Regions from separate parts of the Mus musculus genome. Here regions 1, 2, 3, 5 and 6 are each linked to region 4. The links are chromatin contacts, called in public HiChIP or PLAC-seq and Micro-C maps. All regions are on one chromosome and are shown on one strand. Each heading gives the region's core, a stretch centred on a gene start, on an enhancer-like site or on the middle of the called end of the contact. The rest is flanking DNA. Distances are from core to core; before and after follow the strand shown. Region 1 overlaps Ccdc60 (coiled-coil domain containing 60). Region 2 holds the start of Srrm4 (serine/arginine repetitive matrix 4). Region 3 overlaps Tesc (tescalcin). Region 4 holds the start of Suds3 (suppressor of defective silencing 3 homolog (S. cerevisiae)). Region 5 has its middle 19 kb from the start of Gm36841. Region 6 holds the start of C330018A13Rik (RIKEN cDNA C330018A13 gene).

Evidence for each region. A called contact is a pair of places that touch in the nucleus more often than the background predicts. HiChIP or PLAC-seq counts read pairs in DNA pulled down with a chosen protein or histone mark.
Region 1: a contact with region 4 is called in an H3K4me3 HiChIP or PLAC-seq map of embryonic basal ganglia, with 5 times the contacts expected there. The contact joins the enhancer-like site here to the promoter of Suds3 in region 4. A contact is called at or near these places in 8 of 115 datasets of contacts at active chromatin or transcription factors (differentiating embryonic stem cells, embryonic basal ganglia, embryonic forebrain and 4 more).
Region 2: a contact with region 4 is called in a Micro-C map of embryonic stem cells, with 4 times the contacts expected there. The contact joins the promoter of Srrm4 here to the promoter of Suds3 in region 4. A contact is called at or near these places in 2 of 39 promoter capture datasets (embryonic stem cells and hippocampal neurons), 1 of 484 Hi-C or Micro-C datasets (embryonic stem cells) and 3 of 115 datasets of contacts at active chromatin or transcription factors (embryonic forebrain, embryonic hindbrain and forebrain).
Region 3: a contact with region 4 is called in an H3K27ac HiChIP or PLAC-seq map of thymic regulatory T cells, with 5 times the contacts expected there. The contact joins the enhancer-like site here to the promoter of Suds3 in region 4. A contact is called at or near these places in 2 of 484 Hi-C or Micro-C datasets (CD4 T cells and Th1 cells) and 2 of 115 datasets of contacts at active chromatin or transcription factors (pancreatic cancer cells and thymic regulatory T cells).
Region 5: an H3K4me3 HiChIP or PLAC-seq map of embryonic stem cells shows a contact between it and region 4, with 5 times the contacts expected there. The contact joins the enhancer-like site here to the promoter of Suds3 in region 4. A contact is called at or near these places in 1 of 15 datasets of contacts at CTCF or cohesin (large pre-B cells), 1 of 484 Hi-C or Micro-C datasets (embryonic stem cells) and 4 of 115 datasets of contacts at active chromatin or transcription factors (embryonic stem cells, large pre-B cells and stem cell-derived neural progenitor cells).
Region 6: an H3K4me3 HiChIP or PLAC-seq map of embryonic forebrain shows a contact between it and region 4, with 10 times the contacts expected there. The contact joins the promoter of C330018A13Rik here to the promoter of Suds3 in region 4. A contact is called at or near these places in 2 of 39 promoter capture datasets (embryonic stem cells and hippocampal neurons), 10 of 484 Hi-C or Micro-C datasets (the 3T3-L1 cell line, the C2C12 cell line, the MC3T3-E1 cell line and 6 more), 21 of 115 datasets of contacts at active chromatin or transcription factors (the NIH/3T3 cell line, the SCID.adh cell line, SST interneurons and 15 more) and 1 of 9 other capture datasets (liver).

The regions. Positions count from the first base shown.
Region 1 is chr5:116,207,633-116,210,332 of GRCm38.p6, forward strand. The region is part of intron 2 of Ccdc60 (coiled-coil domain containing 60); the gene reads right to left. Among named protein-coding and RNA genes, the nearest start is that of Gm36552, 16 kb to the left of the region's middle. Within about 2 kb of position 1,354, at least 43 of the 459 cell types and tissues checked have an H3K27ac peak or open chromatin away from gene starts, as enhancers often do. A contact at or near this core is called in embryonic basal ganglia, where this site is marked.
Region 2 is chr5:116,590,390-116,593,125 of GRCm38.p6, forward strand. Srrm4 (serine/arginine repetitive matrix 4) reads right to left here and starts at 1,428. Exons shown (of 13, transcript NM_026886.3): 1 at 945-1,428. The coding sequence starts at 1,075.
Region 3 is chr5:118,036,542-118,039,241 of GRCm38.p6, forward strand. All of the region lies in intron 1 of Tesc (tescalcin), which reads left to right. Among named protein-coding and RNA genes, the nearest start is that of Tesc, 10 kb to the left of the region's middle. Within about 2 kb of position 1,415, at least 156 of the 459 cell types and tissues checked have an H3K27ac peak or open chromatin away from gene starts, as enhancers often do. A contact at or near this core is called in Th1 cells, pancreatic cancer cells and thymic regulatory T cells, where this site is marked.
Region 4 is chr5:117,114,559-117,117,298 of GRCm38.p6, forward strand. Suds3 (suppressor of defective silencing 3 homolog (S. cerevisiae)) reads right to left here and starts at 1,435. Exons shown (of 12, transcript NM_178622.5): 1 at 1,114-1,435. The coding sequence starts at 1,255.
Region 5 is chr5:116,386,127-116,388,826 of GRCm38.p6, forward strand. No RefSeq gene overlaps it. Among named protein-coding and RNA genes, the nearest start is that of Gm36841, 19 kb to the right of the region's middle. Within about 2 kb of position 1,320, at least 9 of the 459 cell types and tissues checked have an H3K27ac peak or open chromatin away from gene starts, as enhancers often do. A contact at or near this core is called in embryonic stem cells, where this site is marked.
Region 6 is chr5:116,122,277-116,124,976 of GRCm38.p6, forward strand. It overlaps C330018A13Rik (RIKEN cDNA C330018A13 gene), which reads left to right and starts at 1,338. Exons shown (of 2, transcript NR_153384.1): 1 at 1,338-1,551.

The DNA of each region.
Region 1 (2,700 bases), core at 104-2,603, 910 kb before region 4:
AAACAGAGTGGAGATGAGTAGCTGGGTGTGCGCACGTGCTCGCGTGCACACACACACACCTGCATGTGTGTGGATATATATTTACATACACACAAATTATATAAGATATAAAAACAAATACATAAATATATATAAACCAATATATACTTATACATAGCTTTTTCAGTCACTGGGGGGAAATGTTCCAATGGAATGGCCCTCTGCATGCCACTCAGGGAAGTAACTTCTTTATGCTGTGATGCAGTCTCTGACTGACTCCCTCATGCCCCATGACCACAGGTGGTGCCCAAGCCCCCTAAGGGAAGGAAGATGCAGCCTTTTTTTTCCTCATACCTCCGGGAATCTTTGTTGTCTGTCAGAGACATAGTCCAACTGTCTCTTGTGACTGGAGGCAGAACTTTCAGCTAGGAAATTTTAATTTCATGTGTATGAGTACACCATTGCTGTCTTCAGACACACCAGAAGAGGGCATCAGATCCCATTACAGATGGTTGTGAGCCACCATGTGGTTGCTGGGATTCGAACTCAGGACCTCTGGAAGAGCAGTCAGTACTCTTAACCACTGAGCCATCTCTCCAGCCCAAAATACAGTAGGTTTGTTGTTGTTGTTGTTGCTGCTGTTGTTGTTTTGAGACAGGGTTCCTCTGTATAACCCTGGCTGTCCTGGAACTCATTCTGTAGACCAGGCTGGCCTCTAACTTAGAAATCCACCTGCCTCTGTGTCCCTAGTGCTGGGATTAAAGGCAGGTGTACGCCACCACTGCCCGGCCAGATCCAGCCTTTAACATCAGGTCACACAGCATGCTCACATGGCGCTGTGTCACATTTTGATTCATTACCATATCTCATGGGTGTATCAAGTTTTGTGACCTCACTGAGCTCATGTGTGTATGTATACACACAGACAGACAGACAGACAGACACACACACACACACTTTGTCCACAAAGACACCATAGTCCCTGGAAACACTCCATAATGATTTTAGTGGCAGAAACTTTAGCTGGTCTTGCTGGAGGAGGATGCTCACCCTGGCTGCACCCTCCCCTGCTTTCCCCACCCAGCCTCTCCTCAGTCAGGTTAACAGATAGATGCCTTGGCTTAGAACTACGCTTTAATTACTGTGAGTCAGCGTTTGTACAAGAAGACCAAGTCTCTTCTGAAAGAAGAAGAAAAACCCGCGGCGCGTCAACAAACAGTACTGTACACATCCCAATTAGGGTGATTGCTGGAAGGCAGCTGAAGCCCCTCCGTGGCTCTGGTTTCTAAGCAACTGCCATTACAAGTTCTGAACCTTGTTGGAGAGGGAACATCACCAGGCCTGCCTTGTTAATGAGCAAGCGAGCAAGCAGAGCTCCATGTGCCTCTTCCTGGCTCCCCCTCCCTCACCTCCTCTTCTTCTCTGTTTTACGCCCCATCACTTTTAGAAGCAGGGGGGGGGTGTGGGGGTTGCTTTGTGGAGGCGGGGTATTGATGAGGCTGAGTGTCCTCAAGGTCAGAGGCCCTGGTGGAGGGCGGGCTTGGGCTCCCAAGATTCGAACTGTTAATGATTGTCCGGTGGGACTCACGTCTTTTGTGTTGATCCATTTGATTCCCACAGTGAGCTCGTCATGCAGAAACTATCATGTTGGAGACTGGAGAGTGCAGCCGCTTGCTTAGCCTCTCACAGTGGGAAGATGGCAATGCTATGGTTTTCATTCTGCCTGTCTGAATCCCAGAGCCTTCCCTCCTCTCCCCATTCCTCGTCCTTTCCCAAACTTCCCTTTCTTCGCCTCCTCCTCCTCCTCCTCCCCCTCCCCCCTCCCCCTATTAAAGACCACCAACTTCATGGCCCAGTATATGCACACTCAGAATAATCACCATTGCCAAGATGATTAGCACGTCCCTCATCTCTCACCCCACCCCCCACCCCTGCCTCGAGGACGAGAACAGTTCGAATCTAACTGGTTGATGAATTGCAAGTGTTCAGTACAGCATAGGGTCTGGACCACTGTATAGCAAATCAGGACAAGGCCAGACTGCATAGCTGAGACGTGGACCCCCCCTCCCCCCTTCACCCCCCCCCCCCATTCACTACCATCCTCTTGGGCTCCTTCCTGGCAGCCACTATCTATCTCTGTTTCTATGAATTTGGTTGGTTCAGATTCAGAATCCCCCCCCCCCCCACACACACACACACATCCTGCTGTCAGCATCCAGTCAGGTTCCTGCCCCTGGCAGGCAGGAAAGCTGTGTGGTGCATGGAAGCAGACTAGCACCGCATATGAGCCGCACAGATATGGATACAAACCCCACCCCACAATGGCCACCCTTTCCTGTTGTGCTACACGGGGCTTAATAACTAAATGGGAGGGGTGGCTCTTCCGGGACCCACCAGTGTGAGCATTTAAAAATGCATTAAGCAGGGAGAGAGTGGTTTTTCCCTGGGCAGACAGACAATTTCTGAAGCATCGCTGGTTTATAATTTAGGGACAGACAGCAGAACAAGACACAGAGACCATCAGCCTGTGTTCTTCCTGACTGACAGTGTGACTGCTGTCTGGAGACATGCACTTCTTCACAGATCAGCAGTGGCTTTTCTCTAAGTAATGTTCATACAGGGGGAGGTGGGAAGGGTCTGGCGTATGATGCAATTGGACAGGGTGTTGTCATCAATGGCTTCCTCTATTTAATTCACAACCTTACTTTGCCCATCACCAAG
Region 2 (2,736 bases), core at 178-2,677, 520 kb before region 4:
CCCCCAGATCGTCCCTTTAACTCTCAGAACCGCTCAGCCAGCAGCAGCAAAAGATGAGTTTTTATACAGCCTTGATTTTCTCTGACAGAGGGCACAGCCCTCTCAAAGACTTCTGAATCTAACGATCTAGGAAAATATTGGGTATTTCTCTGCTGTGGAAGGCTCTGTGCCCCCTCAACCCCCTCTTGTCTTCTTTTTCTCCTGCCTTTGTATTTCTTCCCATCCTCTCCCCTCCTGTCTTTTTTTTTAACTACTGCTCCAGCACCCCAACTCATTCCAAAGTTCAAAGCCACCAGATCCTTAAAAAATAAAATAAAGTAAAACTTTCAGTATTATCTTCATGCTGACTTTGAGCTTTAGAGTTTTGGTTTTGGGTGCTGAAAAAGAAAGAATTCAACACGAGCAGCAGCTTAGGCTAAGACACGGAGGAGGGTGCTGCTTGGAGCGAGCGTATCTGAGGGAATAGCATATGGGCTTTTGTTGAAATGTTCAGAGACCCGCTAGTTTCTGGGCCAAGGGTTAGAATGCTTGTATTGAACACTGGCTGAGCTGAGTTCATGTCTTGTACAGCATCCCCTGACACCTCAAATCCACCACTGCTTTGCTCCCCTGACCTATGCACTTGGCGATAGCTCGAAAAGTTTTCAGTCAAGTACGTACCCCGAGCCACACCGCCCACCCTAAGAAAGCAAGGGGGTTTGCATAGGAGGTGCGGAGTCTGTAGGAGTGTTGTTCCCCGTCAAAAAATTCCTGTCCCTTTTCAACAGCCTCTCCCTTACACAAGCGATAATTTCTCATGTTCCGGCGTGAGATACCGGGTACGACGGGCTTAGTCCAGACACCCTGTTCCAGTTGCCTGCGTCCACCCGTCAAGATTCTGGGGCACAGGCAAGAAAAGGGGGGGGGACCTCCCAGTGTCCCTAACTCATGAACGAGGTCATTACCTTGGCATCGGCTTGCGGGCTGTGATACTGGCGACGATGATGCTCTCGGGACGCGGAGTGGCCACTGCTTTGAAGGTCCCTTTCCAGAACTTCTCAAACAGCTGTTTCTCGCCCTGCTGCAGGCTAGCCATCCTGAAAGCCCAAGGAGCCCGGGAGCCTGGGGCGCTGTCCGAAGTGCTGAAACGTGGATTACAAACCCGATGACACGCCCTGGGCTCCGGGGCGCTGTCCGCGTGAAACCCCCAAGGGGTGGGGTGGGGAGAGATCGGAGTTCAGGGCGGGGGATGGGATAGAACGGGACGTCTCGGGTTAGGCAGGCAGCGGAGAAAGAAGGTGGTTCCCCGGCTGGGTTCACCTCTTGGCTTGGCTCTGAGCTGCGCTGGGAGCAGGCTGAGCTCCGTGTCTTCGGCGAAGCAAAGCTAGCCGGCTTTCTCTACCGCGCAGAGAACAGAGAGGAGGCGACCGGGGCGTCTGCCGTGCGTGCGCGTGTGAGCTCCGGCGCGCCCGGGTTTTGTCTCTTGCACAATGTGACGTTGGAAGGGGAGGCTGGTCGCGCGAGCTGTACTTTCCTCCCTCCCCTTCTCCGTCTCCTCCTTCCCCAGCAACCCCTCCTTCTCTGGCTCAGCCTCCCGCCGCCATCTGCATAACAAAAGCCCGCAGGTCTGAGGAGGAGAAAGGGAGGGGCGAGCGCTTGTCTCTAAGGCCCCGTGGCCACAGAGTTGCGACTCTGACCCCTCTGAGAAGCGACCCCAACACCTCAAACAGAATCAAAAAGGAGATTCTTTCTCTTAGCCCTCACCCTTCCTCCATCGTCGCAGGCCTTCCCCTCAACCCTTACATGCGCACTCCCGGGCCTGGGCCACCTCCCTATCCTTTTGCAAGACTTGGGGAGCATCTTCCATTGAGGGAGCTACTAAAAAATGCCCCACCTATCCACCCACGCCAACCTGCCTTCACCCACCCCACTTCTGGGATGGACTGCCGAGGTCTGCAAAGTGTGTGTGTGTGGGTGCCCCTATGATTTTCTTTACGCCTGGGGGGCTCTTCCACCCCCCCACCCCGAAAATGCCATTTGACGGACAATCCGTCACCAGCGCGGTTTCTCGCCATCTGTCGAGCCGGCCCCCACCCGCAGAGGGGCGCAGCGTCACATCTGTGCTTGCGGCGCTATAAAGGATATCTCTTTTGTGCCTCGCAGCCGGCCTGCTTCGCGTCCCCGCTGCCAAAGCCCTCCAAAAGAACACCCCTCCCCCACCCCCCTGAGAACCCGCAGCCTGGGTGTGAAACAACAGTCCGATTTGGCAAAGAAAGACTGAGGGGGGAAGGGGGGGGAGGGCTTCCGAGGATTACAAGTAACTTTTTGGTCTTTCCATCTTCTTCCTCCCCCCTACTCTCCCAGTCCCAGCAGAGACTCAGAATCTCAAACTCCAGATGCGCAGGCAGTAGACAACAATGTCTCCCCGTTTTGCCGTAAGGGTCTTCTTAGGGAAGATATCTTAGTGAGATTTCCCCAGCCCATTTCTCCTCTGGAGCCTTTTAATACTTGGGAGTTTCACCTACCGCCAGGGTTTAAAAGTGAAACTCCTACAAGGAGCTTCTGCTAAGTCTTACAAACCTCCAAGCACTGACACCGGGTTCCACCCTGAAGGCAGAAAAAATTCTCTAATTTTTGTTGACCTAGTAGCAGTGGGGAGCGAAGACACCCCCACCCCCACCCCCAACATCAGTGCGAACTTTGTAAGTAAGTCCTTTGTAAGAGAATAGGAGGTACACGGAGGGGGGAGCAGAGTAG
Region 3 (2,700 bases), core at 165-2,664, 920 kb after region 4:
GACCCCCTGGAAATGAATGGCTATCCTTTTCACTTCAGTGTTCTGTGGGGCCCTTAAGCTTACCCAGACCCAAGGCCAGGTGGGTCCGCCATTATTGTCATCAGTGCTGTGGCCATTTTAACACTGTCTGGCAACTTCAGCTCATCACCTCGTGGGGGTCTCAGTCCCTGGTTGCTTCTGGCAAATAGATGTGACCTCCTCCCTCCCCCGGACAGGGTCTTGTCCCGCACCCCGAGCTGTCCTACTGGAGATCCTCCCGCCTCTGCCTCCTAAATGCTGGATTTACAGGTGTGTTCACCTAGGCCTTCCCTGTTCAGGGAAAGCTCTGCCTTCTGAGCTTAGCAGGTTATTGAGGTGGCTGCTGGGTTTCTCCAGCGGCCGCGTGTTTAGAGTGCCAGGTGGAGCCCGTGCTAGCTCTCAGAAGCCCGGCCAGGTTCTCTGATTTCATTCTGGTTGCGGTTGCACGTGAGGTTAAGTTCCTGCCTCTTGATTCAGCCTCAGATATGTTGGCTGCGAAGAGTTCTGAGGGCGAGGCTGAGCTGTCTCCTGGATGCTGCTGCATCACGCCCACTTTCTGAAATGTCTGCTTAGATGGAGCTGGACCCCGCCCTTCTGAACGGCTCCACTGTGATGCAGAAATGGAATGTGGCCCCCCCCCCACCGCCCCCAGCACATGGCAGGAATGAAGCAACCCTTCCAGAGCTGTGTGACCCTCGGGGAGCCACACTGCCTCTCTGATCCTGTCTCAACAGTCAAGTGGTGTGTGCTGCCTGCCCAGCCCTGGCTCAGCTCCCGCTGGAGGCAGGCTGTCACTCTCTCTATTCCAGCTATAAGGAGAATGTAAAGTGCAGAGTAAAGATGGAGGAAGACGGTGCGCTCCAACTGTGGCGCTCAGAGCTGCGCGCTCCCACTCTTAGAGCTCCCTGAATTGCTCAGCTCTCAGGATGTGTGGCAGGGGGAAGGCAATCCACCCGTCATGTTTACCCCACCCACCCCCATCCCCACCCCCAAGGATGTGTTCTGTACAGAAACAGCCCACAGTGTCCCCAGCAGGACCCTTGGTGCCCCAGGTGACAGTAGATGATGTGTCAGAGATGTTGGGCTGGACCATTTCTGCCTCGGGGCCGGTTTTTGCACCGGCCTGAAGTCTGTGTGAAGAGGGTCCGAGGGTCTGTGCTCCAGGTTGAATTTGAAAAAAAACAAAAAAACAAACAAAAAAAAAACCAAACCAAACCAAACAAAACACTTCAAAGAGGCCAGGTGCATCCTGGGTAGATTGTAAAGTCCATGGCAGCAGGGTGAGTGGGTATCAGGGCTGAAGCTGCCAAGGCAGCAGGTGGAGGAGGGGTGCTCACGAGAGAGGGCAGCTGGCCCAGGATCCCCTGCGAGGAGGCTCCCGGAAGCCCAGCCTCCCTCCCTCCCTCCCTAGCCACGAATTAGTCACTGCTGTGTCTGGAGCCCCAGGTGGCCTCCCTGTGGAGCTCAGAGCCAGCCGAACAGCCCTGAAGATTGGGGTTGCCTAGGGCATGCAGCAAGCCAGTCACAGCCAGGCTAACGGCTGTGGTTTCTCCATCCAGCTAAGTAGTCACTGATTTTGTTGTTGTTGTTTATTTGTCTTTTCAATTGAAGCCAAAGTTCATGTGACATAAAATTTACCATTTTAGGACAGGGAAGTGGCCCAGTCGGTAAAGTGCCACCTGTGAGGATCCAAGTTCGCGCTCCCTGGTACTTTATTCCCAGCACTGGGGATGCAGAATCGGGAGGAGCCCTGGGGCTCTGTGGCCAATCTGCTAGCAGGCTGAATCTGTGAAGCAGGTGCCCTGAGGGACCCTGGCTCAAAAACCAAGCTTGAGAGTGGCAGAGGAAAACACCAGATGTTGACCTCACCCCTTCCACAGGCCCCCATGTAAAACACAAGTGTACACACATAAACACACATGTACACACATGCACACACACATATACTCATACACATACATACATACATACACTCATACACTCACTCACACATACATACACACACATAACAAACACATGTACACACATGCACAAACACATACACTCACACACATATACACACATACATACTCACATAACACACTTCTACACACACATGTACACACTTAAACACACACATAACACACATACACACTTGTACACACACAGTCATACACATACATACATACACATACACTCACTAACACATACACTCACTAACACACTTGTACACACATATACACGCAATACACACATAAGCAGACACATGTATAATACATATACACATACACACATAAACACACACATACATACACTTACACATATAAACACACATACACACATAAGCACACACATACACACTCACCATTTTAATTACTGTGAAGTGAACGACTCGGTTGGGTTCAATGCATTTAGAGTTCTAAACCACCATCTCTGTTTCCAGATCATTCCATCACCCCCAATTAAACCCTGTACCCACCCATTATCCATTTTTACCCTCTCCTCCCGGACCTTGCCCAGCAAGAGTCTTTTTCCATTCCCATGGAGTCACCTGGTATGTCGCTTGACATATAGACTTGTGGACCAGGTGGCTTTGGTGCTGGCTATGACATTGTCAACACCCTGTGTGCCAGTGAGGGTCCCCACAGCCTCTCTTGATTGGGAACAAGAGAGTATGCCCATGTACTTCTTCTCCTCTCATAC
Region 4 (2,740 bases), core at 185-2,684:
AGTTTTGTTTTGTTTTGTTTTTTTCAATAAATAACACGGTCTCGGGGTTCACAGTGTGATCAAATATCCTGCGACATATAGACAGTCGTGAGCCACTCCAACCTGGACCCTCAGAAAAATCAGTGTTCTAAACTGCTTAATTTAAACTGGTCTTAAGCAAAGATCTGGATCCAATGGCCTGAGTGAAGAGGGTCAATTTTGTCTTCGCTGTACCCCCTCGTGGTCATTAAAAGAAGTGCACCTTTCACATTGAAAAATCCCTAGTTAAACCTTGATTTTGTTTTTGTTTTGTTTTGTTTTGTTTTTTAACCATAGTTAAAACAAACGCACTCAGTTCCTATAACTTGCTCTGCGTGCACTGAGGCCGGAGCAGACCCAAGTCCTCACAAAGCCGCCTCCTTTCCTTCGGTGGAAGGAACTTTCACGGAAGCCCTGTCTAGAGCCAGCTAGCTATGTTACTACGCATTTGAGAGACTTAAGATCCTGCCCGCAGTTGGGGGTAGCTTTTGGCTTTTTACAGCCCGACTCTATGCCTGAATACTGTCCACTCCGCCCATACAAAGACCTCCCCTTGCCCCTTCTGCTTCTAGCTTCTCCCCCACCTAGCCAGCTCCTTCCTCAATAATCCCTCTGGGTGTCCCTCACACCCGCCAAAAGGTAAATAAACAAGGTCCCGGATCGAGACCTGAGGCTGGAGGAGCGATCACGCAAATGCAGACTACTCGGACCTGAAAACAAATCCCAACCTCCCCTTTCGCCCACTTCGCCGTGGCAGGACACGATTCCATTGAACCCCTCCCAACCTAGGAGATGAGGACTCCAAGCTACCACGCAGGAGGTGGGTAAACAAGACAGCTTTAAGGTCACAAAGCTGGGGGCGGGGGAGAGGTGCCGGCCAAAGGAAGACTTATCGCCTGTCCCATTCCGGCTCCCCAAGCGGAGCTAGGGGCATTAAAACAGTGGGAGGAGAGAAGCTGGGAGCGAGAAAGCCAGGGCGAGCATTGCTCCGACCCGAGTGCGGAAATGAGAGACGCTGGGCTGGGGACCCCTGGCTCGCAAGAGCTCTGGCGACCTCTGACCACCCGCACCCGGGCCCCGTCCCCACACCCGCACCTTCGTCGGACTCTCGGCCCCGGCAGCTGCGCTCGTCGTCCTCGGCGCTCTCCAACTCCTCCTCGTCCTCCGGGTAGTACTCCGGGGCGGCCGGCGCTGCAGCCGGAGCCGGCGCCGGAGCCAGCAGCCCCGCGGCGCTCATGTCGCCGCCTCGGGGCCGCGGCGGAGCCGGTCCCGCGGAGATCGCGGCCGCCTGGCTGCGTCCCCGGAGCCCCGCAACCTCGCGCGGTTCCGAGCCGCGGGCACCGGGACTCCCCTCGGCTCCGAGCTCCGCCCCCCACCCCGCACCCCGGCGCCCGCGCTGGGCAACGGGGGCCTCGCGCAGCCGGCTACTTCCGGGTCGTGGGCTGCTCGGTGACAGCCTGATCAGGCCGTCCTCGAGACGGTAGGTGAGACGCCGGGGCTCCACGGTTTCTGACACGGCGGCCGCGGCGGCGTCACTGTCTTAAGAATCCGCGATCGGCCACGGCGGAAGGGGCGGAGGCGGGAGTCTCTGGAGTCAGGCATATCCAGGGGCAGCCGCGCCAGCAGTCAGGACCCCGGAGTTGGAGGTGGCACTTCTGGCAGTGGCCACCAGGCGGCGCCTGGAGTCAAAACTAAAGTGTGGATGGACTCGACCTGATGGGCGGAGGCTTTGCAGAGCCCTGGATAGGTAGCATGGTCTCTGATTCATGCAGGTGAATGGCACGAACGGTTCCCGCGGTGGGCTTGGACGCCTGGCCAGCCAGAGTGTGTGGGATACAGAAAATGTTGTGCGTGGTTGCTCCCCTGCCTTAATGGGGGCTTTATTAAAAATTATGGTAAAGGCAAGTTGTTGCCATTTCATCCACCGGTCAGGTGAAAGTGTGTCCCTAGGCCTTGCCAGTACTTTCTTTTGAGTAGATTTACTGGGTAAGCTGTTCTACCGGTTTTACAAATGATCAAAAGAGTTGTCATTCTTTCTCCTTTCAAGAAAAGAAAAAAGAAAAAACGGTGGCGTCAGTCTAGCATCCCAGATCCACAGCTGTCCACAGGATAACTTCCTTGTGCTTCCCCAAACATAATTTTTAAGGTATTTTAGCCTAAAACAGTAATTTAATAACCTGCTAATTTTTACTTGAGTAAATAGGGCATTTCCCTCCAGGAACTACATTGGCTTAAATTCAGAAGCCAACGCTGAGCAAAGTGACCTTTAGTCCCAGGACTAGGGAGGCAGAGGCAGGCTGAGTTCAAGGCCAGCCTGGTCTGCAATTCGTGTTTCAGAACAGCCATGGATACACAGAGAAACCCTGTCTTAAAAACAAAAAAAAACAAACCAAGCCATGAAACTGAATCTCTCCATGTGTTAATCTGTGTAGCCCTGTGAAACATAGTGTTACAGTTTTGCTTAGAAGAGGAGGAAGAGGAGGAAAGGGAAGAGGTGGAGGAGGAAGAGGAAGAAGGTGGAGAGGAGGAGGAGGAGGAGGAGGAATAGGAGGAATCATCTCAGCACTTGGGAGGCAGAGGCAGGTGGATTTCTGAGTTTGAGGCCAGCCTGGTCTACAGAGTGAGTTCCAGGACAGCCAGGGTTACACCGAGAAACCCTGTCTCGAAAAACAAAAAACAAAAAGAAGAAGAAGAAGGAGGAGGAGGAGAAGCAGAAGCAGTA
Region 5 (2,700 bases), core at 70-2,569, 730 kb before region 4:
TTGAACAGGTGGGGTGCTCCACAGCGCTGAAGGGTCCAGGCTCTCCAGAAGTCTACCAGAGATGAATCTGGCTGCAGTTCCTCAAGTCTCCACGGGGGACACTGTAGTCATCATGAGAGAATTTGCCAGTCCATCAAAAAACCATTCCATCATAGTTCCCTAGGGACTCAAAATGCCACTGATCAATCCATCAAGTTCGCTAAATTTGCCTATTTTTTCAGAACCCGATTTTAAGGACAATTCTTATCAAACGTTAACGACTAAGACATATACTCTTTTTTTTTTTTTTAAATAAAGTCAGTGACAAGGATCCATCAGAACGCACTACTAATGTGCTCAGCGATAATACTCAGTAACTTTATATGTTTTGAATACTTTTATGATGAAATTATTCAAGGTGTTTTAATTACATCCAATATCCTGTTTAAGATATTCTCCAGGAGCAAGCAGTCGTACAAAGGCTAAAACAGCCTCCCGCAATATTTAGCTTCCGACAAATGGGGCTTACAGTGCTGCCAAGGAGTGTGTGTTCACTGAGTACATTTAAGATGAATTTATTAAGGCCATTTTCATATTCATTGAATATTAGAGCATCCATCTCCAAGTCCAGCAAGTTCAGCAAACCCGTGTGTTGCTGATCTGGCTTTTAGCCAGGTATCCATCTGTGGTGAGATACTCTGATTTCTGTGGAAGTCCAGGGAGTGTTAGATCCCACTTCAAAAGTCTTCACTTGGAGTTAACGCTTCAGAGGATAGGAAAATATGGTTATGATTAGGCTGGCCACCATGTGTGACCCTAGTTCCGGGGCATCTGACACCCTCTTTTAACCTTCCTGGGTACCTGAACATACACAGAACACATACACACACTCAGACACACACACACACCATTAAAAACAAAAACAGGATCCCTTTAATGAGGATAATGATAAAAAGACGGCTGAAGTGGCTTCCCCAAGGTCAATTCTTCAACCTAAGGAGGGGTGAGATTTGAACTTAGAATAGGAATTTTCCTCAGCTGGGAATTCTCACTCGGGCAGGGAAAGGCGTCATCTAAGGCAGATGGGGATTTGAACTCCAAGTCCGTAGTCCTGGTTACTGATTTGTTCGTTCTTCCCTCTCCCGACTCCCTGCAAAGATGGTCTTCCTAGATCATCGTTAACCAGCTTAGTTGGTGAGGTGCTTGCCTGGCAAGCTTTCGAACCTGAGTCCCATTCCCAGAAACCGATGTTTTAAAAAAGCTGGCTCAGGCTCGCAACCCCAACTGCTAAGGAGGTGGAAACAGGTGGATCCCAGTGGTTTGATAGTCAGGCAGCTCAGCCTGCTTGGTGACTTTCAGGTCACCAAGAGACCTCAAAACAAACAAATGGGGAGGGGGAGGGGTGCGGCGGGGGTAGGGAGCACTTGAAGAATTTCAATTGCAGCTGACCTAGGGCCTCCATAGGCATGTGCACATGTGTGCCCCACCCCCTCACCCCACCCAAATAAATTCTCACACATATACAGATGCAAGTTTAAAAAAATGAAAGATGAGCTGTGGTCCTGGTGAGCACTGATTGACAGGGACTTTGCATGAAGGCTTCTGGGAACTGAAGGGCAGGATTTGATGTGAGGGATTCTGGGAGCTGGAGGGCGGGGTTTCGATGTGAAGGATTCTGGGAGCTGGAGGGCAGCTTCGTGGCTATCCCCATAATTCGGGAAAGGAAGGGAAATTGTTGGGAATCAGGAGGGCAACCTCTTCTCCTTTCTCTGCTCCATGTTCAAACAAAGGTCACAGATATCTGGGTGACCTCCCTGTCTGTACATTTACCAAGTGGTCATGTGGAGCTCGCATAATGCCTTCTAAGGTGCTAAAAAAAAAAAAAAAACAAAATGGAAGGACCATAGTTAAGCCAGGGTAGATACAGCAGAAATTTCATGAGCCCCAAAGTATTCACTTTCTTCTTCTCTTGAAGAACAGGTTCTCTGTTTTTCCTCTTGAAAACATGCACCACATCTGCATCGCTGATAAATTAGAAAACATACTTTAAAACGTCCAATGAATCTACCCTTCCTTACACGGAAGCATCTTTGATGATACCCGTGTCTGTCTAGGGCTTTCGTTTCTATGGGGGTTTTAAATGGCATCATAGCGTTCATACACCATTTGTAAGCAGATGTGACTCATTCCTTGTGATTGTAAAGACTATTCCCCAACATGATGTGTGTGTGAATATGTGTTTCTGTGTACCTGTGTCTGTGTGTGTGTGCGTTTCTGTGGGTGCATGCTAGGTAAGGGTGCCAGTATGCATGCACGTGTGGTGCGCACGCATATAGAGACCCCAAGTCAACCTTGTGTGTTGTTCCCCGGGAACCACCCATTTTGTTGAATGAGACAAAGTCTCCCATTGGCCCAAGTCTGTCAGTGAGAACGGGCGATCCACCTGCCCACTTATTCAGCACTTGATACACAGACACCACCCCACCCAGCTGGTACGAAGACGCAACGCACGAAGCGTTTACTAAGAGTGCTCCTGGGCTATTTTCCATGCTCCTTCCACAATTTGGGTGTTTTGTTGTGTTGTGCTTTTTCTCTGTGTAGTCCTGACTGTCTTGAAACTCCCTCCATGGACCAGGCTGGCCTTGAACTCACAGAGATCCACCTGCCTCTGCCTCCTAAGTGATGGGATTAAAAGCATGTACCACCACACTTGGCATTTCC
Region 6 (2,700 bases), core at 88-2,587, 990 kb before region 4:
GTGGCCCCTTTTAAGGGTCACGCGACCATTTCACGGGGTGGGGGTGTAAAGGGGGCACATATCAGATATCCTGCATGTTAGATATGCACATCACAATTCCTTAACAGTAGCAGAATCCATGAACTAATTTGTACCTGAGGCACATTGCAATAACAAAGTAACACTGAAAAGAATTTTATGATTGGGGGAAGAGGGTCACCCCAACATGAGGAACTGCATTAAAGGGTCACAGCTTTAGGAAGCTTGAGAACCACTGGTTTATTGCAACACCTGGCATGCGGCACACACAGACAGCCTGCTGGCTCTCTCGTACATCATCGTCCCTTGCTGGTGCTTGATGGGATATCTCTGGGAAGGCCCCACGATGCTGGCTACATTGTAGCTGTGCTCTCGGTGAGAGAAGGTCTGAGCATGGGAGGGATGCATGCTATCTAGTTCACACCAGTGAAGCCCCCCTGATCCCCGGGGGCACCTGTTCTCTTCCCATGAAAAGATAGCCATTGTCGTTTTCTAAATATCTAAAGAGATGCTGAAGTTATCTCACTTCATCAGCTCTCCCAGTGTGTTCTTTTGGAAAGAATAGAAACTCGTCTTCTTTAAACTCACCCTCAAGCAGGTGTCCCCAAACTCTGACTTCTTAGCCTAAATATGTCCTGTGGTTTGCTTTTTATAGGATTTTTTTTAAAAAAATAAGGGCTATGTAACTAGGCATAGTGGTACACACACCTGTGATTCCAGTGCTTGGGAGATAGAGGCAGGAGATTCAGGAGTTCAAAGCCAGCCTCAGATACATAAGCAAGTTCAAGATCCGCTCCCACAACGCTGGGCTTCAAAACCAAATAAACAACAAAAGAACTGTTTGTATAAACAGAAAGTTCCACCGATATCTACTGGAAGTGTTTCTCTAGGGAAGATACAGTTCCATCGCAGCAGCAACGTAGATGGCTTGTGAAGTCTAGCGGGATGGCAACTTTGGGGACCAGATACATTGTTGCTGTTCTCTCGGATTCTGATGAAGCTGTTCACTCCAAAAAGATTTCTCCCTGGGGCTCTTGAAGCCCAAGAGACTGGAGATGATGCTTGTGTTGCTGCTCTTTGCTCCGGGTCATGTTTCAGTAACAAACCGTCTTCCTTGTCTGAGCATGTAGGACTTGTTACTGTTGTTGACAGTCTCTGCCTTCCCTTTTGGGCAAGACCCTTAGGTTTCGCTCAAGGGCATGGTGAGAGTGGTGCTAAGAGTTGCCACTAGATGGCGCCATAGTTACGAGCAATAGACCGACCGAGCTGGAGTCTGGCGTGGAGGAAGCAGAAAGTCTTGTGATTTCAGGCTATTTCCTGTCCTAGACAGACCTCATTCTAGACTCTGCTCTGCCACAGATCGTCGGTGTCTTTGTATGCTTAATTAAAAAAAAATGGGGATTATAAATAAAGTAATGCTCCATTTTCCCTCAGAGAGATGCGGTGAACATCAGGGAGACCAGACTTCAAGCGCCAACCACAGTTGGGCAAGGTGGACCAAAGGGCTCTGTTCTGATCCAAAGCTGGATGAAGGTACGGAGTTCTAGGGTGGCACACTCAGGACAGCCGTAGCTACAGATGACCCAGTTTGCTTAAAAAGACAACAGGGAAGGAAGGGTTTGGGACATTTTTATTATAAATGATAAACCATTTGAGGAGTGAGCTGTGTTTGCTTGTGATTGAACACAGTACCACGTACACATAAAAATCACCCAGCACAGTATGCACAGTTTCAATTTTTTTATGTAGTTAGGAATCAGTTACAAATAAGTTCAGGGTCTGGGGAGTCAGTACTGTGTAAGCGTGAGGGTCTGAGTCCAGCTCCTTTCACCCATGTCAAAAAGCCAGGGTGGGGAACATGTGCCACAGACTCCGGCATTGGGAGGCAGACACAGGCGCGCTTAGAAGCCTGATAGCCAGCCAGCCTAGCTGAATCCACAAACCCCGGGTGCAGTGAGAGACCCTGTCTCAAAATATTAAATGTGAAGCATGCTATGGTGTTTGTCAACTTGACACAAACCTGAACAGCCCTGGGAGAAGGGAGACGGAGCTGAGGAGTCCCTCTCACCACTGTAACCCCAGGCATGTCTGTGGGGGATTGCACCCAATCCATTGTGAGGGTGCTGTCCCCAGGCAGGTGGTCCGAGGCTGCAGCAGAAAGCTAGCTGAGTGATTTATAAAGAGCAAGCCAGTGGGCAGAGTTCCTCCATGGCCCGTGCTTCAGTGTCTGCCTAGAGTTAATATCTTGACTTTTTTCATGATGATGGACCGTTCCCTGCAAGCCAAATAAATCCCTTTCCTCTCCAAGTTGCTTTTAGTCAGCGTTTTATTTATTCTTTTTTTGTCTTTTTTTTTTTTTTTTTTTTTGAGCCTGGATCTCACTGCATAGCTCTGGCTGGCCTGGAATTAAAGGTGTCCACTACCATCCCTGGCAGGGTAGAGTAGTTTTTATCCTAGCAGCACACGAAAAAGACAGAGTGGTAGAAGGCCACTCAATGTTCACCTCTGGCCTATGTGTATGTACACACACACACACACACACACACACACACAGGCACGCACACACGCATAAACACATGCACAAACACATGCTCACACATGCACAAATGCACACACACATGCAGGCATGCATGTGCACACACAAACATATGCACACACATCTATACACACAACCTTATACAA